2 separate regions of the Mus musculus genome follow, and region 1 is linked to region 2. A link is a contact called in public capture Hi-C data. All regions are on one chromosome and are shown on one strand. Each heading gives the region's core, a stretch centred on a gene start, on an enhancer-like site or on the middle of the called end of the contact. The rest is flanking DNA. Distances are from core to core; before and after follow the strand shown. Region 1 overlaps Anapc7 (anaphase promoting complex subunit 7). Region 2 overlaps Ccdc63 (coiled-coil domain containing 63).

Evidence for each region. Capture Hi-C pulls out chosen DNA fragments and counts their contacts.
Region 1: a contact with region 2 is called in a capture Hi-C map of embryonic stem cells, with 2.5 times the contacts expected there. The contact joins two enhancer-like sites. A contact is called at or near these places in 1 of 39 promoter capture datasets (pre-B cells), 1 of 15 datasets of contacts at CTCF or cohesin (large pre-B cells) and 4 of 9 other capture datasets (adipose tissue, embryonic stem cells, liver and 1 more).

Annotation. Positions count from the first base shown.
Region 1 is chr5:122,438,286-122,443,651 of GRCm38.p6, reverse strand. Anapc7 (anaphase promoting complex subunit 7) reads right to left here. Exons shown (of 11, transcript NM_019805.4): 8 at 4,137-4,333; 9 at 3,342-3,566; 10 at 2,212-2,362. Among named protein-coding and RNA genes, the nearest start is that of Anapc7, 19 kb to the right of the region's middle. Within about 2 kb of position 3,396, at least 22 of the 459 cell types and tissues checked have an H3K27ac peak or open chromatin away from gene starts, as enhancers often do. A contact at or near this core is called in embryonic stem cells, where this site is marked.
Region 2 is chr5:122,108,443-122,113,847 of GRCm38.p6, reverse strand. It overlaps Ccdc63 (coiled-coil domain containing 63), which reads left to right. Exons shown (of 12, transcript NM_001384199.1): 9 at 640-714; 10 at 2,796-2,988; 11 at 4,473-4,676. It also overlaps a transcript of Myl2 not described here. Among named protein-coding and RNA genes, the nearest start is that of Myl2, 10 kb to the right of the region's middle. Within about 2 kb of position 1,812, at least 19 of the 459 cell types and tissues checked have an H3K27ac peak or open chromatin away from gene starts, as enhancers often do. A contact at or near this core is called in embryonic stem cells, where this site is marked.

The DNA.
Region 1 (5,366 bases), core at 2,147-4,646, 330 kb before region 2:
ACATTGTTCTACGTTTTACAATTTTTAAATGAAGGGGCCGGAGAGGTGGCTCAGTGATTAAGAGCATTTGTTGCTGGGTTCAGTTCCCAGTACCCATATGGTGACTCATGACTGCCTGTGACTCCAGTTCCCAAGTATCTGATGCCCTCCTCTGGCCTCTCTGGGCACCAGGCACACACATGATTCACAGACATACATGCAGGCAAAACACTCATCTACATAAAATGTATTTTAATAAACAATTCATTTAAAAAATGGCAATTAAAGATTCTAACTTCACTAGCACTCTGCTGGAGGCAGTGGCCAGTCAGGAAAGAGTAGAGGGACTAACAGGAGGCCTGGTGCTCACAGCCAGGCACAGAACACAGCCCAGCACATGCAGGAGGGAACCAGGATCAGAACACCAAGGCCAGCCTCAGGTACATGATGAATACATGCAGCCTGCCTCAGGCAAGCTGTTCTTCCGGGTGTGACACTGTTTCACATTCTACCATGAACTGTGGGTAACTACAGCCATCAGTCCTGTACACAGGTACACAGGACAGATTCTAAGTCCTGAGGACAGAGCCAGGACCAAAGCATCCTCATTAGTAGCAACCCCACAAAGCCCAGCGTCCCAGAATCCTCACTGATTTGGCTCCTAAGAAATCTTTAAAAGGGAAAACAAGGTCCTGGAAAGGAATGCTCAGGCCTCGCCCACGCCGGGCAGGAGCTCCGCGCCACTGAAGCAACTTCAGGATCACAGCCTCTCCCTCTGCCCAGGCAGTCGGGTCAGCAAGCGTCCCTCAGGAAACTTGCTGCCTGGTTTCTCGTGCCAGGCCATGCTGCATCCTGTCCTATGCACAGACACAGTGGAGTCTGTGACATCTCTTCTTTACCCAAACCTTCCACAAAACTCTGCCTACACAGAGGCTTCCACCCTGTAGCCCGGCCCTGCAGACTGCTTGGAGGTTCTGAGTACTGAGTGCTCAAAAGCACTGCCTCAGCTATCTCCTGGACAAGAGAACGGACGCACGCGACACCTGATGAGGACAACTCCTTGCCTAAGACACACTCGCAAGTCTCAGAGAATCACTTCTAACTAAGCCACACCAATCCCTCTACTTATTACCTACTGCATACCAGGTCCAGCACCAAAAGCTTCCTACTGAATACGCTGGATCCTCGTCCAACCATTTATTTATCTTAAAAATTAAATTTATTGGGCTGGAGACATGGCTCAGCAGTTAAGAGTGCTGACTGCTCTCCCAGAGGTCCTGAGTTCAATTCCCAGCAACCACATGGTGGCTCACAACCATCTGTAATGGGATCTGACGCCCTCTTCTGGGGTGTCTGAAGATAGCTACAGTATATTCATATATGAAAAAATAAACAATTCTTTAAAAATTAACATTAAAACTTAACTGTATTGCTATTAGCGCATGTGCACGCACACACGTACGTTTGTCTGTGTAATGTGTAAGTCATGGCATGCATGCGAGGTCAGAGGGAAACCGTGGAGTCAGTTCTCTCCTGCAACCTTCACAGGGGCTCTGGGGATCCACTTGGGTCTCCAGGGTTATGTGGCAAGCACTATTACCTTCTCAATCTTTTTGGTTTTTGGTTTTTCGAGACAGAAATCTCTGTGTAGCCCTGGCTGTCCTGGAACTCACTCTGTAGACCAGGCTGGCCTCGAACTCAGAAACCTGCCTGCCTCTGCCTCTGCCTCTCAAGTGCTGGGATTAAAGGCGTGCACCACCACTGCCCGGCACATTCTGAATTTTGATACCCCTAATTAATGTCCAATGAAGAAGGTATAGACAAGGAAACTGGTTAGTATTTTGACCAAGATGACAGGTAAAAGCTGTATTCAAACTTCAGAATTTAAGTTTTTAATTACTATAGTAGACAGAAACACAGGAACATACTTAGCAATAGATTTTAAAAAGCAGACTGTAAAATCTCCACTAGACGTAACCCTCTGAAGCCATGGGGTGTGGGCAAGCACAGGAGAGCTGTACAGTCAGCCTGGGTGCTGCTCGGATGTGGGCTGGGGAAGAAGGATAACTCCGCTAATGTGCTTTAGGAAAATATGTCAGGAGTCATGAATTCACAAACACCTTCTCTCGTTACTATTCTCATCCTGCCTTCAACTGTGGGCACGCGTGTTTGCAGACCTGCCACACAGGCCCTGCCTCCTCTCTTTCCCTCCCGTGGAGGCCGAGCACCTACCTCAGTGCTATACTGTACTGGTCCATCGCTTCCTGGTACTCGTTCACAGCTACTAGGAAGTCCCCCAGGATCCGATGCAGGACACAGTCACTCTGGTTGGCCAGCGCATTTCTCAGCAGAGCAATTCCATCTTCATATTTCTGTTCCCTGCCTGGAGAAAGACAATCTTCACGCTCAGTAGTGCAGTCACACCCACTGTGACATGACAACTTTCTCAGAGATACCCTCAAAGGCGCTACAGGGCTTACAAGGGGCCTGTGCATGCGGTCTCTATTTCACTGGGAAATTGGCATGAGTACTGCATCTTTAAAAACCATGTGTTACATTAACTTATATGGAGGGGCAAGCATGCCACACACAGCACGTGGTGATGGTCAGAGGGCAATCTGTGGGAGCTGCCTGTCTTACCGTGTAGGTCTCAGGACTGACCTCGTCAGTCTTAGTGGCATCGTTACCCAAACCACTAAACCTGTTCCCTGAAACTTCAAAAAAATTTTTTCTTTTGCAGACAGGCTGACCGGGAACTCACTCTGTAGACAAGGTTGGCCTCAAATTCACAGATCTACCTGCCTCCCAAAGGCTGGGATTGAATGCGTGCACCACCATTGCCCAGCATATATATACTCTTAAACGTAACAAAAATAGAAAAGAAAAAAAAAGAATTCAATTTTATTCCCAAACCAGTGAAAGCACAGAGATTACCGTGGGTCAGAACAAACGCCCCCACCTCCTGTGATAGCCCATGCTGCCTCTGGACTCCGGATGCTAGCAAGAAGGCCAGTGGCCCTGCAGTAGAATCCCGAGCCAGAATACCCTCTTCATAGCATCATATAAACTTAGGAATGTGCCAGAAGCAAGAAGAACAAAACTCAGAGAATTCCCATGGCTCAGAACTAGTCAACTGACCGAAGGCTTCTGGACCAGACTAAACTAGTTCAAAAATAAAGTGAGATGAACACAACAACTACCAAGTGGTGTTAGCTGGTTTAAACCAACCCAAGCAGGTCTAAGCCACATCTGGCTGTGTAAAGCACTTTAGCAGGCTCAGAGCTGCTCGGTCATCTGTAAGCCTCAGGGAGAGGAGGATGCTGCGGGGGAAGGACAACAGAACATGCAAGTGTAGTACTCACTGAGCAGCTCTGCTTTCTTCACCACGGCCTTGACGTAGTCCGGCCTCTGCGCCAGGGCTTTATCTAACAGAGTTTTGGCTTTCTCCTGGGTCACTGGATCTTCCAGACACACGGTGGCTAACAGCGTAAGCGTCTGAGCGTTTGCACCCAGAGTTTTGTAAACATTGTTGGCCATCACCATTGCTTCTCGGATGCTGTTAGAAGCTAAGTAACACTCTATGAGACCTGAAACACAGAGAGCAGAGATGCCAGGCAGGATGGCTCACCAGCCCCTCCTGAGCTCTGCCCCAGGCTGCGCCCACTCCCGCAGCGCCTTCCTTCACTCTAGTGTTCTAAGGAGCTGTGAAGAATGACCCAGCAAGGCCCTCTAGCTATAAAAGCAGATTTTTCTTTTTCTTGACTTCAAATTTTTCTCTTCAACTTTGACCTCATCTTCCTGTTACGAGGCAGACTGCTGAGCTTATTGTTAATTCCTACGACGAGGTCTAGAGGGACAGGATCTTGGAAGAGCTATTTTAGTGTCAGTGACTCAGTCACCAAATGTCGCTAAACCTGGCACAGCTCTGCTGGGCTGCAGTGACATCCAGCCTCAAAAGAAATATTAACAATAAAAACTGTTTTAAAAAGCAGCTCAGCTGCCCAGGCTGGAGAAACTCAGAGTTCCGTGTCACAGCTGCTGCTTTCCCCAGCTGCCCTGCCTCTAACACAGCACAGCACCAGCAAACTCTGACCAACACCACTGCCATCTGGGCGCAGCTGTCAGGCCGACACCGCATCGGCAGGTCCCCGGCTTACCTTCGTAACAGTCCAAGCGACAAGGCGCAAGCCTGATGGCCTCCCGAAAGTGTATGATGGCTTCCTGGACCCTCCCCATGTTCCTAAGCGCCGCCCCCTTGAGTAACAGAGCCTGGACGCTGTTGCTGTTCAGCTGGATGGCCTTGGCACCTAAGTACAGGGCCCGAGAGTAGCGCTTGCTATAGAAGCTGTGGCATCTGGGGAAAAAAAAACCACAAGTTCTCTGAGAGAAGCCTCTGAAGAAGGCTTAACACCAGACTATAGAGAATTTCTGAATCCTAGCACTTGGGAAGCCGACAAACTGTCTTTAAAAACAAACTAGGGCTGGTGAGATGGCGCAACAGGTAAGAGCACCGACTGCTCTTCGAAGGTCCTGAGTTCAATTCCCAGCAACCACATAACCATCATAACCATTGGAACGAGATCTGACTCCCTCTTCTGGAGTGTCTGAAGACAGCTACAGTGTACTTATGTATAATAAATCTTTAAAAAACAAACAAAAAAGCTGTCCAAGGTGCTTGCAGGCAAGCCTAGTACTTCCTAAGACCTACACTGCTCTTGCTAATTGTTCTATGACTTCCAAATATGTGTGTCAGGTACTGTGGCTCTGTGCTGGTGCGCCTCATCCCTGCCCCCAGAGGCACTGGCATTGTCTCTGCTCCTGTGCCCAAGAAGTTACTGATGTTGGCCGGTATAGATGACTGCTACACTTCAGCCAGAGGCTGCACTGCCACCCTGGGCAACTTTGCCAAGGCCTCCTTTGATGCCACCTCTAAGACCTACAGTTACCTAACCCCCAACCTCTGGAAAGAGACTTGTGTTCACCAAGTCTCCTTATCAGGAATCCACTGATCATCTTGTGAAAACCCACAGCAGTCTCTCTTCAAAGGACCCAGGCTCCAGCTGTGGCTATCAATTAAGAGTTTTTATACAGCCGGGCAGTGATGCGCACACCTTTAATCCCAGCACTTGGGAGGCAGAGGCAGGTGGATCTCTGAGTTCAAGGCCAGCCTGGTCTACAGAGTGAGTTCCAGGACAGCCAGGGCTACACAGAGAAACCCTGTCTAGAAAAAAAAACAAAACAACAACAAAAAAGTCTGTATACATGATCACAATTACAAATTATGCTTACAGCTACAAGCCAGAGATCAGTAAAGAAGCAAAACAAAACAAACATAAGCTAACCAAAAATTAACTGATATTCTCTTTAAAGAATCTCTTTTCAAAACC
Region 2 (5,405 bases), core at 563-3,062:
GCCTGGTCATCTGAAGGGGTGACTCAGATTCTTGGGAGAGTTTGAGGGACCCTAGACTGAGCTGCCAGGTCTAGTGCAGTAGCCACTAGTTGTCCAAATATATTCTTTACCCTGTAATACAAGAGAAACTTCAGCTGCCCTGTCTCTGGTGCCATGTTGCAAGTTCTCAGTACCTAGGCGTGGCCATGACATGGCGCGGTTAGTGCACACAGGATGTGAGAGATGATGCTGACTTCTCTTTCTAGGTGGTTCTGAGCCCGTGTGGATCATGACCCCGTTGGGGGTTGAATGTTTCTTTCACAGGGGTCGCCTGAGACCATTGGAACACACAGATGTTTACATTACAATTCAAAACAGTAGCAAAGTTACAGTTATGAAGTAGCGACAGAAATAATTTTATGTTTGGGGAGTCACCACAACATGAAGGAACTATATTAAAGGGTCGAGGCATTAGGAAGGTTGAGAGCTACTGCACTAGATAGTTCTAGATGATTCTCAGAGGATGAAGAATAGAATGCCTGAGGAGAAGGTGGGGACAGGGGCGACTCCTTGATGGGTTACCCCACATGGAGTAGGGTTGGATACAGTGGATGAGGGCAACTCCCATCTTCTCCTACTGGTTCTCGTCTGTCTGAGCAGGATGACATCATCAACTTGCGGTCACAGCAGCAGACCTCCCATGAGGGCACCCGGAGCATCCTGAAACAGATGGAGGTGAGCTGAGAAGGGGAGGGGGGAGGGGGAGGGGAAGAGACAGGGACAAGGAGCATCCTGCATGTGTCCGTCATCTGTCAGATGGCCTGTTCAGACACAACCACAGAACCCTTGTCTGTAAGCTCTGTTTATTGTACAGGTGCTCGGAGGTCCAACCTAAGCCTGGGACTGCACTTCCATTCTGATGCATCTCTGCCTCAGTTTCTCCTTTTGTCTCCCCCTTGGCTCAGTTCCACTGTTTTTCACTAACGACCACAAACCAACAGTCTGTCTTCTATTCTTTCTCCTCCCCTCTCCCTTTCTGTCTATGCTGGGAATCAAACCCAGGGCCTCCAGTATGTTAGTTCTGTACTGCACCACTGAACCAAGCCTACATCCTGCATGCAAATGCGTCCTGGGCTAGGCACTAGTCAGTAGATGCCAGGCTATGTCCACTCCTCTGGCCCCATCTCCCTTCACCACCTTCAGGAGAAGGTGTTATACTCTTTCCATTTTTTTTTTCAGGGAGCAAACAGAGGCTGGCAGAGGCAAACAGTACAATCAACTCTAGGGAGCCGAGTTGTGGGTTTTTTTTTTTTTTTTGGACATGGTCTCACTATGCAGCCTTGGTGTCTAGAATTCACTATGTAGCCCAGGCTGGCCTCAAACTCACAGCAATCCTCCTTCCTTTGGCTCCCCAGTATTGGGTTTGAAGGTTTCTTCCTGCCTCCCCCGCCCCCCAGACACCCTGGGAGCCCGAGCAAGCTAGAAGCTTATTTTTTGTTAAATAAGCTGAAAATTGGCACTTTCAGGATTGGGGGAGGGAGTGTCTTTGTGATGTCATCTACCACCCAGGCTCTTCTTGGTGTGTGGTTTCCATCCCAAGGATGCCTGGTGGTACCACGGCTCCCAGGAAGAAGGTTGGAGAGTGTGGAGAAGGCCACACTGGCTGAGGCAGGAAGCCCCAGTTGCTTCTCAGGACACTTGAATAATGACTCTTTATGGGGTTTGTGTGCTCGTCACACTGCCATCCCAGGGCAAACAGGTTCTCCGGTGACAGTATCTGGGCAATGAACAGCCAATGCTCAGCAAGATGTGAATCCCGCCCCTGACTGGCTGGGTGTGGTGCACACATCTTTGATTCGCATACTTAGGAGGCTGAGGCAGCAGGATCTGGAGTTAAAGGGTAGCCTGGGCTTTTCCTGTTCAGAATCATAGCTCCTTCCCCTGAGCGATTTTTATTTGTTCCTTGGGGCTCATTTTCGTCCTTCACCCTGACCAGGCTGGTGGTGCTATTCGTGGCTCTACCGCGGAGGGACAGCAAAGCCCAGGAAGAGCCTAGGAAACTCAGAGCCAAGGGGTGTCGGGAAGGGAAGCCGTTGTGATTCAGGCTGGTCTCCGCAGGTGGTCTCCAGCCTAGATCCACAGGCTCTACTTGGGGGCCACCTAGAACTCCCGACTCTTCCCTGGGTTTGGGATCAACAGTGTTCATCAGGGTCTCCTCTGCCTGGCTCTGTCTTTATTGTTTTATGCCTTCACTGGACTGTGGTGCTAGCTAGGATAGCATTGTGTCTGCGCGCATGCGCGTGCGCATGCCCACGTATCCCCCTCCGAAATACAAATACCCCAAGGAGGAGACTTCATCCAAGGAGCTATGGGTTCTCAGATACGTCCCACCCTGCTAAGGGCTGTCCCCAACTTCCTGCTTAGAACCCTCTCCACCCCTGGCTCTTCACCATCTCCTCTCTCTCCAGGAGTCCGGGTTCGGCACTCTGAGGAATCACTTAGTTTTGATACAGGGTCTCATGTACCCCAGGCTGGTCCCAAACTCACTACATAGACAAGGATGACCCTGGGCTCGCGTCCCTCCTTGCCCCCATCCCCAGAGTGCAAGATTTACAGGCATGCATACCACTCCTGGTTTGCGCAAGCACTCCACGCAAGGAACCCCCATCCTTAGCTGTCTGTTTTTTTCTTAAATTTGTTTGATGCTGTCAGGAAGCTCATTCCTTGGATGGCACACCGCCTGCCCCCGCCCCCCCGTCACTTGCACAAAAAGTCCCTCAGCCTCAGGCTGGGCCTGGTGTCTGTCTGTCCCCCAGGAGAAACTGAGAAAGACCACGCAGGAAGCGGACATTTATGAGACCAAATACAAGGAGATGAGCAAGACCCTGGAGTATCTCAAGAACTCGGTGGAGAAGATGTTTAAGAAGATCAACTGCGATGCCACTGAGATCCTGGGCAAGCTGGGCGAGTCCGGGAAGGTCACGGACATCAATCTGCAGCAGTATTTTGGTGAGCCTAGTACCTCTTAGGCACTCTTGCCTGCACGGTCTGTGACCAGGCACAAGAACGCTTTCTTGGTTGGTAGTGAGCACAGCCATGGTGCGGCCTGCCTTGGTTTGAATTCTGAGCCTTCACTTACTAGCTGTGTGACGTTGGCCACATTCCCGACCCTCTCTGTGCTCGGGTTCTTTGAGCTCTGAAATGAGGGTGCAACTCAGGAGCTACACCACCGGATTTATTGGGAGGATTAAACACGGGTTAGTTGGTGGTGAATCTCAGTGAACCCAGGAGAGGGGTTTGGTGAATTCCCTTCAGGAGAAAAACTAAAGCTAGAAAAGAGAGCTTCCTTACACACATTCACAAACACCGTAACACTTACATGTTCACACACACATGCTTACACGGATGTACACACATACACACACATGTACAGGCACCTGCCACAAACACTATACACTAAACACTATACATACACTATATATATATATATATATATATATATATAGTATATATATGTATATACTAAACACTATACATACACACACATGTGCACAAAGACACATTCAAACACCAGTAAACACTATATGCACATGCTCACATATGCCTGCACATATATGCACACGCATGCAAACACATATGCACACATGTATGCACAAAGTGTGTTCATGCAGACGTATACACATATACGTACAGAGGCTCACATGCATGTGCGCGCACACACCACGCTTTTCATATCTGAGCCCCATGGGCTTTTTTCTCCAAGATTAGGAAGAAGGCAAAAATGACTCCTGTTAAGCTTATTCAGTTCTGTACCTGTAGGATGCTTTGCCAAAGCAATACAGCAAGAAAAAGGAACTAAAAACCCTGATTGAAAGGAAGGAAATGAAATGTTCAGAGTGGGGCTCCGGATATGTCACAGACGCTTGTGAAACTGCCTTCTGCATTTCCGGGTTTAGCTCCCAGTTCAGGGTACAGAGGGGACATGGCCACCCAGACTGTGGTAGCTTGGCATGAATGGTACCGGCTGTTCTTATGAGTGTGAATGTGTATGTGTGTGTGTATGTGCACGGGCGCGCAGAGAGCCGAGTTTGAATCTTAGCACCCACCCCAGGCATCCCAGGCAGAAGGAATGGCATAAATGCAGGCTGGAAAATCAGGCTACTGCTGGCTTTGATGTCTAGTGGAACACTGGTTTTTGGCCTTCTCATTGTCAATATCTAGGGAATTCTTTTTGGACCATGTTTTCCTAGAAACTGTCACTCACAGCGCTTTCAGTGCCTCAGATCTACCGTGTGCTCCTGTGAGCAGCTCTGCCAATGTGCATCAGAGAGATTTCGGTGCCTCATGATGTCAGAATTTCCCACACCCACGGCCCGTGGCCAGGAGGAAGCCAGCATCCTGCACAAACTCCCATCCCTCCCTCTGTGATAATGAGGGCTGCCTGGGCTGGCGGTCTTAACCCTTGACCCCCTGACCCCGTTTTTTCCTTCCAGCTATCATAGAAAAGAAGACAAATGACCTGCTGCTTCTAGAGTCCTTCCGGCGCCTGCAGGAGGCAGAGGGGCCCGATGTCGATGTCCCACAACCCTTTGTCAACCCCTTCTGGGGCGGCTCTGCCCTCCTCAAGCCCCCAGAGCCCATAAGGGTTGTGCTGCCTGTGTTTGGGGCAGACTCCTTCAGTGACAAACTTGAAGAGGGTGAGTTCTTGCCCTCTGCCACCCAGGCAGGCCACTGGGTAGGGTCCCTTAAGGACCCCAAGTCTCTATGGGGTCTGTGGGCCTCAGTTTCCCTCATGGCCACGAATCATCACCACAGTATAGCCACTTGTTTGAACAAAATGAGAATAGGTCCTTAGGGAACAATAGGGTCAGGAAGTGGGAACATGTTCACTGCAGCCCCAAACTGGAAATTAGCAAAGGACCCTACACACACACACACATACACAAATACAATGACACTTGTATATACACATACTCACATACATACTCATAAACACACACATACACCTATATTCAAACACATACACACTGACACATAAACATACCTACATACATATACATACTCCTACACACACACTCATATACATGTATACACATACATACTCACAATATTCATGTACACTCTTACACTCATATGCACATACTCATATAGACACACTTATACACTGACATACATACATACTCATAAACAAACACATACAACATATACTCAGACACATACATACTCACACATATACTCATATACACACACAAACACACACACACACACACACACACACACACACTCTTATACACACGTGCATGCCACGCACCATTCACTTAGTCAGAACTTACCCAAACACATAATGGAGTACTATGTAGCCACTAAAATGTATGTTCCCCTGGGTAGCAATGGCTTAGCAATCAAACCGAGGCTGTGCCTTGCAG